Regions from separate parts of the Mus musculus genome. Here region 1 is linked to region 2. The links are chromatin contacts, called in public Hi-C maps. All regions are on one chromosome and are shown on one strand. The core of a region is the stretch at or near the end of the contact, and the rest is flanking DNA. Distances in the headings are between cores, read along the strand shown.

What was found. A called contact is a pair of places that touch in the nucleus more often than the background predicts.
Region 1: a Hi-C map of liver shows a contact between it and region 2, with 2.5 times the contacts expected there. The contact joins two enhancer-like sites. A contact is called at or near these places in 1 of 39 promoter capture datasets (cranial neural crest) and 1 of 484 Hi-C or Micro-C datasets (liver).

The regions. Positions count from the first base shown.
Region 1 is chr6:88,730,964-88,738,483 of GRCm38.p6, reverse strand. The region is part of intron 2 of Mgll (monoglyceride lipase); the gene reads right to left. It overlaps Gm26588 (a long non-coding RNA gene), which reads left to right. Exons shown (of 5, transcript XR_377840.3): 2 at 1-7,520. Among named protein-coding and RNA genes, the nearest start is that of Gm26588, 7.9 kb to the left of the region's middle. Within about 2 kb of position 4,958, at least 62 of the 459 cell types and tissues checked have an H3K27ac peak or open chromatin away from gene starts, as enhancers often do. A contact at or near this core is called in liver, where this site is marked.
Region 2 is chr6:87,868,846-87,875,604 of GRCm38.p6, reverse strand. No RefSeq gene overlaps it. Among named protein-coding and RNA genes, the nearest start is that of Copg1, 16 kb to the left of the region's middle. Within about 2 kb of position 2,319, at least 24 of the 459 cell types and tissues checked have an H3K27ac peak or open chromatin away from gene starts, as enhancers often do. A contact at or near this core is called in liver, where this site is marked.

The DNA.
Region 1 (7,520 bases), core at 3,709-6,208, 860 kb before region 2:
ATGGTTTCAAATAGCCAATTTTGGATTTCTTTTCCCTCTTTCTCTTTGGTTTCATTATTTTCTGACAGAATCTTACTGTTTCCCTCCTCTTCCTCCTTTAGGTTTGGCTTGTTCTTTGCCCAGTGTCTTAAGATAGAATTTCAGCCATGAGTCTCTGGTAAGTCTCTGTAAGTGACAAGGAGAGAGATGAGAGACACAGGAACATAGACCTACTAAGGCTCAGGCTCCATGTCGGCGTGGCTCTGAAGCCCTGTGGCTCATTCAACAACCCTGTAGATGCCTCAGCATCTCCCTCCCTTACAAAGTCAGCAGCCTCCTCAAGAGTCTCTCCACACTTCCTGGCTCCTATGACTGTTAGCTCGGACCTGTCACAGGTGACATGACTCTCAACATTCCCAGTTCTGCTCTCTTGAGGTAGGACCCTTCCCAATTAGGCCTTCCCCCTCCTAGTCCCAAGATGGCTGCTAAGATGTCAAGCTGGTAGAGTCTCCTCCCCAGAGGTGGTTGTCTCACCAAATGGCTGCCTCACACAGGAGACTTGCCTGTCCCGGAACCAACCGCCATGGGCTAGGAAATAGCAAAATGGGAAGGCTAATTCTGTTACACGATGGAGCTCTGAGCAGCCTGGGTGAAGGCTCCCAGGGACACACAGGCTGGGAGCAGAGAAGAGATGCCCTTTTGATGTCAGGCACTGTTGTGGGAAAGGGCTGACTGTACAGCAAGGTCATGGCCTGCTGGGGCCTGTCCTTAGTGTCTGTGCACAGCTTCTAACACGTGCCCAGTGTGCCCTCCCCCTCCTTGCTCATGCTCCGGGATGTGCTTGGACACTTCAAACTCCAGCAGCCCAAATGCTCCCCACACTCCTCCATTGCTTGGCTCTACCAGGCCCAAAGTGTCAGAACCCAGTGTGGCTGAGATGAACAGCCGCTTGCCTCGTGTGGATCAGCCTATCCACGAGAGGCTGAGGGCTCCCAGCCTCTCCCTACTCTTTACTGCCATCACTCTTGTCCTGTTGTGACTGTCAGATGGGTGCTGCAGCCTCGAGTGGTATGACCCATCCCGGAAACAAGAAGGAAGACTGTGTCTGGGAACCATCCAGAACATTCTGTCTTGTCAGCCATCAGTGAGCTTGACCACCAACGTTGGCTGCAGACAACACTGAGGAAGACAAAGAGAATTTATGTCTTATTAAGAGCAACTCTGAGCCCCACGCATCCCTGGGGCTGAAAATAAGCCAGAAGGGGTGGGGAAACCCCAGGAAGGCCAAGCCAGGGCCGCACTTTCTAGAGACAGGGGTGACTTCTGGAATGCTCCCAACTTTTGCCTGCCACTGCCCTTGTCTTGGACTGAGACAGCACAGCAAGGGACAGCCCCACAGGCTGGGGTTTTCCCCAGGGTCCCCCAGAGAAGCACAGATGTGGAAAGGCAGGCTGCTCATCCAAGTCTAAAAACTCAGCCATATGGAGCTGGGAAGATCCTTCCCGTCGCTTTGAATGTACGGCGCCGTCCGCAACAACCAACCTCAAGTGCCCTGAGACTCTGACAGCTTCCACCCAGGCCCACACACCAGGCCCAAATCACCGCACAAGTTAAACAGGCTGTTAAAATTAAGCAGAATGAACCAAATGTGCAGGGGTGTGGGACACAGCGAGAAGGCTGCCTTCTGTACTCAGGGGGCGGTGGCCTCCGAGAAGCCAGCCCCGCCCACACCTTGATCTAGGACTGCCAAGCTCCAAAACTGTCAGGAAATCAATTTCAATTTTTAAAGCCAACGGTCTGTGGCATTTTGTTAGAGGTATCCATGCACACAAATACATCAGCTGTTCCTATCTGTGCACCCCCCCCCCACAAAAAAACATCACTCACTCCATGTTTACCTGCCGCGTAGTAGGACTCATTTCCAAAGCGCGTTTCAGTTTCAAAGGTTCCCATTTCTCTTCCCACCTCCATGACAATAAAAAAGTGGTTCCTTTTTTTTTTACCGCTAAGACCCAGATGAAACCTGCCTGAGTTTCTCCCTCAAGCACCAACACAGAATCCTAACTCTTCCTAGCAGACTCCCCAGAGGCCTGGCACTGTCTCCCTGACCACCACGGCATCTCCACAGAGAAACTCGACACAGGGGAGGTGCCTGGAGAAAACTGTGCCATAGAAGAGGATGGTCCAGTGTGTTTGTGGACCCTCCCCTGCTCTCTTGCAAGGTACAGTTACATGCGAAGTCTACCCTCCTGTTAAAATAGGACAGCAAAGTCCACCCCTAGGTCCTGCTATCCATCTGGTTCCCAGGCAGGAATGGAAAGCAGCTGTAATCTGCATCTACACACACACACACACACACACACACACACACACACACACACACACACACACACGAGTCTTCCCAGGCAGCGGCCCACCTCACAGCAAGGTTGGTCAAGGGCTGCTACCTAGTGCAGGGCTCTTCTCAATGTCCCCACTCCTGAAATGACACCCATAGTCTATCCCTTCTGAGTACAATGCCTCCTGTCCTAAAACTCAACAGCCTTGGAGGCTCTAGGAATGGCCAGTCATCCCACTGAGAACACAGGGAGGCGGACTCATGAGTTTTAACAAACACTTTGGTGTCCTAATGTGTTCTAGGAGTGGGGGAGGACACTGGAGAAGATGGAGCAAACATGTGAGATGAATCCTGCCCTGGAGCAGCTCACGAGTGATGAACTCTGGGCTCTCTGTGATGCTCACCATGGCTCTGGGCTCTCACAGGCCCACAGCTGCTGGGCCATGCAACCCTGCATGGAAACCAGGATAAACCAGAATAAACCTTTTCCTTCTTTTAATTTGACTTGTCTCAGATATAGGACATAGTTCCAGAAAGCTGGCTTACAGACCCCTGAAATACTGCTATCCCCAGAACAAGTCTGAGCTAGGCTGAAGGATAAGGCCAGACGGAGAAGCACTGGGGTGGTCCTACCACAGCCTCCAACTGCTGAGCTGGTGGGTAAAGCCATCTGCAACCAGCAAGCACCTTCACAGCCTGCCCTACTCACAGGCCAGCCACTACAACAGACCTCAAAGGTCCAGCCAAGGACAACAGACACCTGTCAGGTGGAGCCCTCACAGACCAACAACCCCCAACCATTCACTGAGTCACGGCAACAGAACATTAGCAAAGATGCTCGTTGACACTCTGCCCACTCAAGACCTAGTGAGTGCCACCGTAGTGACAGCCTCACCTGACCCCATGCATCGCCAGCATTTCCACATGATGAAGGAGAAAGACACAGATGTAGACTGAGCGTGTGTCACACCGGGGCCACTGAAAACCAGTCCCATCAGTGCTACACCCGACTGCTACATGTGGTCCTCTGGAGCTGTCTCGCTCTCCTTCCAGACAACAAAGAAGTACTGAGAGATCACACAGTACCCCACACGTGGGTCAAATAATCATAACAGTGATGAATAAAAACAAAATACAGATGCTGGCCACATGCTCTTGGTAGGAATATACATTAGTGTGGCCAGTAGAAGGTGAGGGGGGCATCCACAAGACACTAGAAACAGAACTACTACATGACCCATCTGTAGACCATCCCTAGGTATGTCCCTGCAAAAGAAGAAACCAGTACAGCAGAGAGAGACTCATAGCAAGCTCTTGTTCACTGAGTAGAATGGATGGACAAAGAAGATATAGTGAATATTACCCAGCCATGAAAAGGGACGAAACGGTACCATCTGCGGCAATGTGGATGGAACTGTGGGACGCCGTGTTAGATGAACTGAGCCAGGCACAGACAGCCATGTATTGAATGCTCCCCCTCACATGTGGAAGCCAGGAAGCTTACTCCACAAAAATCACTGGATGGTATCACGAGAAGCAAGCAGGGGATGCAGAGAGCAAGGGAGAGGAGTCAGCAGCAAGGTTCTTCAGCACCTAGACTATCTTATAAAGTCGCACAGGAGAACAGTCATGACTGTAGTGTCTCTAGGTCTGGACCCAGTGCTGCGAGGCAGAGGAAAGTGGAGCGTGATGGAAGGCAAATGCCCACAGTCAGCGGCCTGTGAACAGCCCGGGAAACTGGCCTGCTTTGAGGAGGGAACTTCAGCCAAAGGCTATGGATGGCCAACAACACAGTTTCTTCATTTCCTCCACCTTCCACAAACTCCACCCCCCTAGTCCGATTTCACTTTCCTCTGCTATGATAACCATCATGACCAAAGGCTACTTGAGCAAAAGTGGGTTTATCTTAGCTCACAACTCTCAGGCCACCCTCCATCACTGAGGGAAGCCAGGGCAGGAGCCTGGAAGCAGGAACCGAAAGCAAAGGCCATGGAGGGGTGCTGCTTACTGGCTTGCTCCGCATGGCTTGCTCAGTTTACTTTCTTATACCATCCAGAACCACCTACCCTGGGAGACGCACCAGGGTGGGCAGGGACCAGTTAGTGACCAAGAAAACACCTCCAAAGACTTGCTTATAGGCCAATACTAGGAAGGTATTTCTCAAGTGAGGTTCCCTCTTCCCTGGTGACCCAGTTTTTATTGACAGCGAACCAGCACACCCTTTAACTCTCCAGAAGTCTCCTGCAAGTCCCCTTGCCTGCGATTATAAAGACATTCCATGCTCAAATCTGTGCTTTCCCAACTTTTAGGTCCTCCTCTTCTTTCTTCCATTTCCTTCTGTATTTCATCCCTCTCTCCCTCCCACCCTTTCCTTCCTTCCCTGTCTCTTCCTTCCCTCCTGCTTGCTTTCCCTTCCTCTCTTCCTGCATGCTGAGAATGCTAAGATCAAACATAAAGAATCTAATGTGGACCTCACCTCTCTCTCTTCGCTGAGGCCACAAGGATTTGGTAAATGAGACTAGAACCGGGCGGCCAGCAGCACCAAGGGATTGGTAGGCCTGGCAGGAGAGCCTGTGGCACCTGGCTCTTTATGAAGCCCTCAGACACACAGAGCACAGTGTTTCACCCATGAGCATTCCGGGCCCGCCCCGCCCCGCCCCCACACTAACATGGCTCTGAGAACTGAAAAGAGCCTCCTCCCAACAGGAACCTTGGATGACTCTAAAATGTGGGTCAAGGGTCATCTTGTAATCTCAGCTGTGAAAACTTGCACCACTAAAGACCATTTTACCTCTTTACACAAAGACATCAAGAGCCTGGGTCACTGGCATGGTCAGAGTGCCCCTGGGATTGCGAGCCGAACCTAAAGGTGCCGACAGACTGTGGTGGACAAGGCTTCCATTCACAAAGGGGCTTATTTTGCTACCTGCCCTCTCAGACTCCATCAGCAAACAAAGCCAGATTTGTATCTGCAGAACATTCTTAGAGCCACTGGGGGAATTTATCCCTTAAGCGGTCGGAAAAACCAACCTCAGCACGGCGGCAGCCTCCACTCTTCTCATCAGAAAAATCTCTGCCATTCCAACAGTCTTTAAAAAAAAGAAAATTGCCCAGAAGGGATGCCCTACTTAAAAGCAAGACGGTTTGCTGTGCTAATGCACCAGCAGGAAAAATAACAGCTTCCGATGAGGGGAAGGAACTTGTGGAAATTCTTAAAATAGGCAAAAGAATACGGAGGTGCTTCTAAATGGAGGTAAGGGATTAAAAATAGCAGCGCTGCTGGACTGTGCACAGTAGGGCCAAAGTTCTCAGGGTTGGGGGTGGGGTGGGTAACAACAGGTGTTACAGCAAAGCCTATGTCTTCCCTCCCGTGGCGAGTAGACAGAGTGAACCATGGCTGCTTTCTTCACAAATGTTATGTGGTTGGCTGGCCATTCTGGGCTATGAGAGCCCACTCTCCATTTCTCCTACTGATTCACTTCAGATCCACTCCACTGAGTGTTCCCAAATGACTTGGGGACCTGTAGGCTCAGAGCAGCCCAGCATTTCCTGAGCAGGGACTAAGTGCCCAGGAGACATGTGCCCACTGGGCCCCTGAGTGGTGCAGGCTCTCCTGTCAAGCAGTGGGACTCTGTAGATCCTCCCCTCTCTCCATGTCCGTCACCATCAGGCAGGGACAACCTCAGTCTTCTTCGACTCCACCGCTTCTGGGATGGCCTTCCTTGCCTCTCATGTCACGCCCAATGTCCCCAGCCAGCCAGCAGTGAAGCAGTGAAGACACAGATCTGTGGCTTCAACTCTGCCTGGCTTTCCATTTGGCACCTCTGCCCTGTCTTTCCTTCTAGAAGACAGACAAACGCTCCTGAGGACACTGGGTGAAAGGGCAAGGGCTGAGATCCAGCACCAACCAGCCTTTGGGGCAATGCCAACCATGGCTTCACAGGATCCCTCCTCTCCCTAGCCTTTGCCACATGGCAGCTCTACACACACACACACACACACACCCTCCCTGGAAGAGTGCCCATGGCCTCCCTCCCTCCACCTGCTCTATGCCTGGTGAGTGGAAATGACCACACTAAGTGACCTGTGAGTAGGAGCCTGGGCGACACAGAGGAAAAGCAGAGAAGGCCGGGGCAAGCCTAAGCAGCCAGTGCCCATCATGCAACTCATGTGCCAGAGCTGGGCCACCCTGATCCTCATGGAGGTGATGTCACCAGAAAGTATGGCAGAAGAGCCTATGTGAAGATACCCTAGGCCCGTGTCAGCTAAGCAAATAAGGTGGAGCGGTGACGCCTAGCCCCAAGTGGCATACGTTCAGAATTGGTACAGGGAAATGGAGACGTTGACATAATCTGAAAGCAGATGACCTGATCGCAGGACGTGCAAACTGGGAAGCAAGAAAGAGGCAAAGACCTGGCTTACAGCCTGCCTGGGGAGAAGCAGCAGCCAGGCTGACCTCCGAGAACAAAATGTCTACCAGTAGGAAGAGGTGGACATGGTGACGATGTGCAAGTTCTTCATCTCTGCATCTAGCTAGCTCCAGATGGCTGGGAGGGATCCTTATCCTGGATAGCCACGTGCCTGCCCAGTGTGAGGCGGGTGCTATGGGGTGGCAGGAGGAAGAAGGACTGTGGCGTCTGAATTAGCTTCTAGCAAGTGGCTTCTTCCCCAGATAGATTTGCATAGGTGGGAGGAAGTGTTTCAGGTTGGTACTGGCACTACTCCAGACAGAGAGAGAAGGCAGAGGGAGGAGGAACCAAGGTGGTCGGGGAAAGGAGGCACAGAGGTCCCTCGGGACAGCCCAACTCTGGGGAGCTGGAGAAGAGCTGTGAGCGACTGGGCTCATGCTTATCACAGAGCCACCAGTGAGCCTGGTTTGCAAACACCGCCCTTGCCAGCCCATGGCCCATGCACCCCCCTCACAGCCCCGCCCTACACTCCACAGCGCCACAGAAAAAATCTTGAGGATGGTGGGGTTGGCACTGGGTTTTAGCCTGGCCTTCACGAGAGGTTAGAGATGGAGGAGAGGGAGGGCTTGTCTAACAAGGCCATGGCAGGGCTTGGGATCTGGAGTCTCAGCCATGTGGCTATCTACAAATACTGACAGCAATGGAGAGGTTCAACACTTGCCCAAACCTAAGGCTTAAAGCTAGACGCCAGCCAGCCATCAGGTGCTAGAGGCTCCCTCCAATGGTGTCACAGT
Region 2 (6,759 bases), core at 1,070-3,569:
GCAGTCATCCATTTCCAATCATAACCAGCATGTTTTCACAGCCATTGTCCAATATCACCACTGAGTCCAATGTGGGGGGCAGTCCATCCAAAAAGCAAATGTTTGAGCCACACATATGGTGAGCTCCATGCTAAAGGCTTTCCTATGTGTTAACTTGGCTACCCTGTACAACCCTGTAAAGGCTCTATTACTATCTCCACCTTGCATGGAGGATATAGCTTAGAGTCCCCACAAGGCATGAGACTGCAGTTCCCAACAGAGTCCTTTCCTTCTGAGTCACAGCCTCCATTGGCTCCATGCAGATCTGGTTTCCCACTGCAGGGCCTGCCAGGGGCAAGTGGCCAGACCGTGCATTCTCCAAGACCATGATCTCCATAAAAGGCTGTTGGTGAGTCAGAGACACACTCAAAGAACTAAAAGAAGATGTGTCTCATATTACCCTGAACTTGTATTCTTGTTTCAAACCAACACCTGGCATATATTGCATATAACATATACAGAGTCCATAAAGTACTTTCTTCTGAATTTATTAGAATGTTTTTAAACTACCTCTTGGTGCTGTTACTTTAAAATCTGATGTGCTTTACCTAGAAAGGTCAAAAGACAAAATCCTTGTGTTGGGAGGGTGGGCAAGTGGCAACACTTATGCCTGGCATGCTCTCCTTCAATCATGACCACACTCCCAATAACGTAACCAACATACTACTTAAAAACAAGCTTGCCAGATGTGACAGTTCAAACCTGTCATCCTAGCTCTTGGGATGGTGAGGTAGAGGATTCCTGTGAGTGTAATGCCAGCGTGGATCACATGGTGAAAGTCTGTCTCAAAGTAAACAAACAAATAAGCTCATCCCATTTCCTATCTTTCTTACATATCCATAAAGGTATATGCATATATGTATATACTTAAGTATGCACACACATATATACATATATATATTATTTATATATAATTGATTTTTTTTTAGGAGAGCACTTTTGGGGCTGGGGAGATGGCTCAGTCACTAGAGTGTTTGCCATGCAAGCAGGAGACCCTGAGTTCGGATCCCCAGCTACAGGTGTTGAGTGACTGTGATCCCAAGGCTCAGGAGACAGAGGCTGGCAGATCTCTGAATCTCTGTGGCCAGACAGTTTAATCAGTGAGCTCCAGGTCCATGGAAACTGACTCACCTTTATTCACAGCACTTGAGAGGCAAGGCCAAGTAGATCTTTATATTCAAGACCAGTCAGCTCCACAGAGTTAGTTCTAGGACAGCCAGAGCTATACAGAGAAACCCTGTCTCATGAGGGTGTGGAGGGAGCTGGAAAGTGGGGCTAGAGAGATGGCTCAGCAGATAAAAACATTTGCTCTGTTGCAAAGAATCTGGGTTCGGTTCTCAGCACCACGGGGCAGCTCACAACTGCCTGTAATTCCAGTTCTAGAAGGTTCTGACATCCTCTTGTGGTCTACTGGAGTACTGCATGAAATGCTACACATATACATGCAGGCAAAACACACATTGAAAAATAAATAAATGAGATTCCCTTTACAAAGGTAGATTGACTGAGGCAGATATGCAATGTCCATCTTTGACCTTGTACACTCATTTGTTCCCAGGTATGCATACTTTCAACACATACACAGTTGTCATATTTTTTTAAGAACACTATTAAAAAAAAAAGAACACTATTATTATGCGGTGGTGCACGCCTTTAATCCCAGCACTCAGGAGGCAGAGGCAGGTGGATCTCTAAGTTTGAAGCCAGTCTGGTCTACAGAAGAAGTTCAGGACAGCCAAGGGTATACAGAGAAACCCTATCTCAATAGGGTACTGCGTGCACGAAGCACTCAGTAGACAGAGGCAGGAGCATTGCTGCAAGTTTGAGGTCATACTGATTGTATATTTATGTGAGTGTATGTATGTATGTATGTTATGTATGTGTATATGTACACACACACACACATGAGAGAGAGAGAGAGAGAGAGAGAGAGAGAGAGAGAGAAAGGTTCCAGGCCAGCCAGTGCTACATAGAGAAGCTATCTCGAAAGTAAGATAATACAATAAAATAATGAACACTTAGAATATACCGCAATTTGAATATTTGTCACTTTATTTTCTGCTGCTTCTGGAGATTGGAGCCAGGTGACATGAGCCCATTTAGCAGTGACTTTTCTTTTTAGCCTTGTGGGGGCAGTGATCTGTTTGAATGGCATGTGCTTGCCTGGCACAGCCTGTGAGGAAGTCCCATGGCTTCCTTCCCGAGACCTAGCTTGGTGCAGATCCTCTGTGTGCCCAGAACACAGCAGCTGTCAGCATGTCCCAATGACCCCTGTGGCCCCTACACTGGGATGTAACTGAGCAAGGGGTTGCTCTAAATAACTCCTGGAGCAGCCAAGCCTGGTTACAAGTCCTTTCTCAATATAGCCTTTGATTCCCTTTCCAAAGGTCAGCAGCTTGCCTGACTGTGTTTTAGGGATGGCCTATCAGCCTGTGGATAAAAGAAGGAGGTTGTTATGCATAGCATCTAGGAGACCCTGGCTCCATCCCTAACATAGAAAAAGGAAAAGCAGGACAGAAGAGGGAATTTTTATAATTTGAAAAATGAGTCAGAGCCAGAAAAATCTCAGGCTCTCCCGTGAGTCTTCACCTACAGAGGATGAATTCTGATGAAGTTGAAATAACACAAGCACAAGCCTGGGGTCACATCTCCCACTTGTCTTGATGTCGTGAGAAGATTCCTATTAGCAGTCCTATCCACGTACATGTTCACTTTTATATCTGTAATGAAAGCAGACATCTCTACTTAGGTTTTTCATATGTGGGTGTGCATGTTCTTGCGTGTGGTGTTCCCGAAGGTTGGGTGTTGTTCCTCAGGGGCCATCTACCTCAGCTTCTGAAGGTCCTTCACTGACCTGGAACTGATTCAGTCAGCTGACCGGCCACCAAGCTCTAGGAGTCTGTCTGCCTCCGGAGAGCTGTGACCTCAAGGGTGTGGCATCACATCTACCTTTTTTTTTTTTTCTTTTTCTTACATAGGTACTGGGGACCACACTCAGGACCTCACGTTTGTGCAACAAGCTGAGCTGTATATTCAGTCCTGACAATTTAATATTTTTACCCTGCCATTTAAATTATAAAAATATTTCTAAAAATTTTTAAAAAAGAAAAAAATTTTTAAAAAGAGAAAAAAAAGAACAAAGGAAAAGAAAAAAGAAAAAAATTATAAAAATATCCCTTTATGCTGGGCATGGTTGTGCACGCCTTTGGTACTAGAACCTGGGAGACAGAAACAGGCAGAGCTCTATGGGTTCGGTCTAGCCTGGTCTACATAGTGAGTTCCAGTTTAGCCAGGCTTACATGACATCTTGATGCAAATAATGAAAAAGGAAAGCAAAACAAAACAAGCAAACCTTTACAACCTCTGTCTATTTATCTTAAGATTTGAGAGAACTGCAAAATCAGTTCAATTCCTTGTTTTTATGAGTAGTGCTGAATCTCATTAGTTATGTAAAGCATAGTTGGGTGTGGCAGTGCTTGACTTTAATCCTGTCACTTGAAAGGCACAAGCAGGTGGATCTCTGTGAGTGCAAGGCCAGCCTGGTGTACGAAGCAAGGTCCAGGACAGCCGGGGCTGTTACAAAGAGAAACCCCCTCTCTTGGAAAACAAACAAACAAACAAACAAACAAAAAGCCACAAATGAGATTCATAAATAAATAAAAGGAATCGTTACAAGCAGTATAATCTGAACCTAGATGAAAGTCAATTCTGACTCCATCTCCCGAATTCTTTTCTTTTTTTAAGATTTATTTATTATTATACATAAGTACACCGTAGCTGACTTCAGACACACCAGAAGAGGGCATCAGATCTCATTACAGGTGGTTGTGAGCCACCATGTGGTTGCTGGGATTTGAACTCAGGACCTTCAGAAGAGCAGTCAGTGCTCTTAACTGCTGAGCCATCTCACCAGCCCATCTCCCCAATTCTAATTCCATCTGCCGAAGTGAAGAGTAATAACAGCGTGAAGAGCACAATCTATGTGTTTTCTACTTTTCTTTTGTCTTTCCTGTGTAAATAATATATAATGGTTGACACGTATTACCAGCACTCCAGGGACTAAGGCAGAAGGATCCAGAGTCTGGGATCCTTGAACTGGGCGTGGTGGCACACGCCTTTAATCCCTGCACTTTGGAGGCAAAGACAGGTGGTTCTTTGTCAGTTCAAGGTTGGCCTAGTCTACAGAGCAAATTCCAGGACAGCCAGGATACACGGATACACAGAGAAACTCTGTCTGTCTCGGAAAAACTAAAGGGAGGAGGAGAGGGAGGAGAGAGAAAGAGAGAAAGAGAAAGAACAAGACAGAGACAGAGTCTAGGTTACTGAGACCCTGTCTCAAAGGACAATCACACTGTAGAGTACCAACATTTCTAGGTGGGTATTATGTCAAATGTTCCTACTGCAGCCCCTTAACAGTCGGCTCACTGAAGACTGGAATCAACAGGGGGAGACCAAGATCCCTTAGTGAGAAACTCTGTCAACCTTTAAGGGTTAGGAGAATTGGGGGCTGGTGAGATGGCTCAGCAGTTAAGAGCACTGACTGTTCTTCTGAAGGTCCTGAGTTCAAATCCCAGCAACCACATGGTGGCTCACAACCATCTGTAATGAGATCTGACGCCCTCTTCTGATGTGTCTGAAGTCAGCTACAGTGTACTTATGTATAGTAATAAGTAAATCTTTGGGATGGAATGAGATACAGTGTACTCAATACATTAAATAAATAAATAAATAAATAAATAAATAAAGGGTTAGGAGAATTTTAGGGGACAGTGTGTCCATCTTTGAGCCCAATTTGCCTAGGGCACTTGCAATCTAATAAGCCTAGCCTATCAGTTATAGGTGTGATTTCTGCACTCTGGTCATACTGTGGATCAGGACCATGCTTGTATGGAGCCTGTATGTTATACTGAGAAGACATGTTTACCCTCACAGTGTCTGAGGCACGACCTGTGTGTTTACACTGATAAGGACCTGTACCCAGAACTGGGGGAAAACATTTTTTTTTTTTCTTAAGTTTCCCCACTGTCAACAATTCACATGAGGACTCTCCTCCACTCCTTTTCTTTCTTTCTTTTGAAATTAGGTCATCTGTAGCCTGTGCTGGCCTAGAGTTCAAGGCCAGCTTAGGTCATTTAATGAGATCCAGCCACAAAAAGTAAAATGCGGGCTGGCGATGAAGCTCAGTGGTAAAGCACTTGTAGGATGGACAGGGCTCCGGATTCAAGATCTCATAGCAGCAGCAGCAGCAGCAGCAGCAGCAGCAGCAGCAGCAGCAGCAGCAGCAGCAGCAGCAATAGCCTTCGAAAGCAGGCATGGTGGTGTGCATCTCCTACCCCAGCATGTGGGAGATGGAGACTGGAGGATCAGGAACTCGAAGCCAGACTGGGCTGTATGAGACCCTGCCTTAAAACAAAAGGTAGGGGCTGGTGAGATGGCTCAGTGGGTAAGAGCACCCGACTGCTCTTCTGAAGGTCCGGAGTTCAAATCCCAGCAACCACATGGTGGCTCACAACCATCTGTAACAAGATCTGACTCCCTCTTCTGGAGTGTCTGAAGAGAGCTACAATGTACTTACATATAATAAATAAATACATCTTTAAAAACAAAACAAAACAAAAGGTAAATAAAAACAAACAAAGCTTCACTCCCTAAAACACAGTCAGTTTGTGGTGGTCCAAGTGAAGGAAGTTGGTTTTATGAACAGATCAAAGACAGCAGAGAAAAACAACCCCCAAAATGGACTGGTGATTTCAGCTCCGTTCTTGTGACAGAGCAATGGGGAGCCGATGGATGAGTGAGTTACCGTCCGGGTTACTCCTGTGTGAGGATGGAGGCAGGGGGAGCATCATTACTGCTCTGACTGATGCTGTCTGTCAGGAAATCCTGTGTTATCTCGCTAATGCTAATTTCTCAGAAAGTCAGATAAACCTATGGGTTTCACTTGGTAACTGGAACTTTACTGTGAGTGGTTCCATTCTGATTTTTTTTTTTTTTTTTTTTTTTGGCTTGGTCTGTTGGAGATGCTTAGTCCAAAACTGTGGACCCCTGACTGGACTGTGACTCAGTGGTTAAAGTGTGCACTTAGCATAGGAGAAACCATTGGTTCAGACCCCAGCACCAAACCAAAGCGAGAACACCCATGGCCTCCTGGAATCTTTATTTAAAATCCCTGAACGGAAAACACCCCTGGAGATCTCAGCGTGAGCACTTATCTTATAGAAGAGGAAGCATGTCCAGAGAGGGGCCCCAAGAGTTCCTGCCCTTAGCAGATGGCACACCCCCTGGCTAGCCCCCTGGCAGTTTCATGAAGAGCGGTGCACATTTTCTGAGGGTGCTTCTTATTTTCCCAAGGTCCTTTCTCTTTCTCTTGGTCCATCTAATGTCTGAGCAGAAAGTCCTGCTGGAGCCAGGTGACTCAGAGCTCAGGATGACAGGGCAGGTTAGGGCTGTGCGTGGCAGAGACTACTGGGCCACTAAGAGAAGGGAATGAGTCATGGAGGAAACCAGAGAGGCTTGTGGAGCTGGGCCAGCAGCTCGGCCTCAGGCCAAGATGGGCCCAGCAGCTGGAAGAGCTGGAAGAGGAAGGATCTGAAGAGGCAGCTCCTGAGGGAAGAGTCTGGGAGGGTGGAGGGAGCTTGCATCGGGCTGGTCAGTTACAGGGATGTGCGTTTCAGCTCTGTGACGCTGTGGGGCCATAGAAGTGTGGACCCCTTTCTCTTT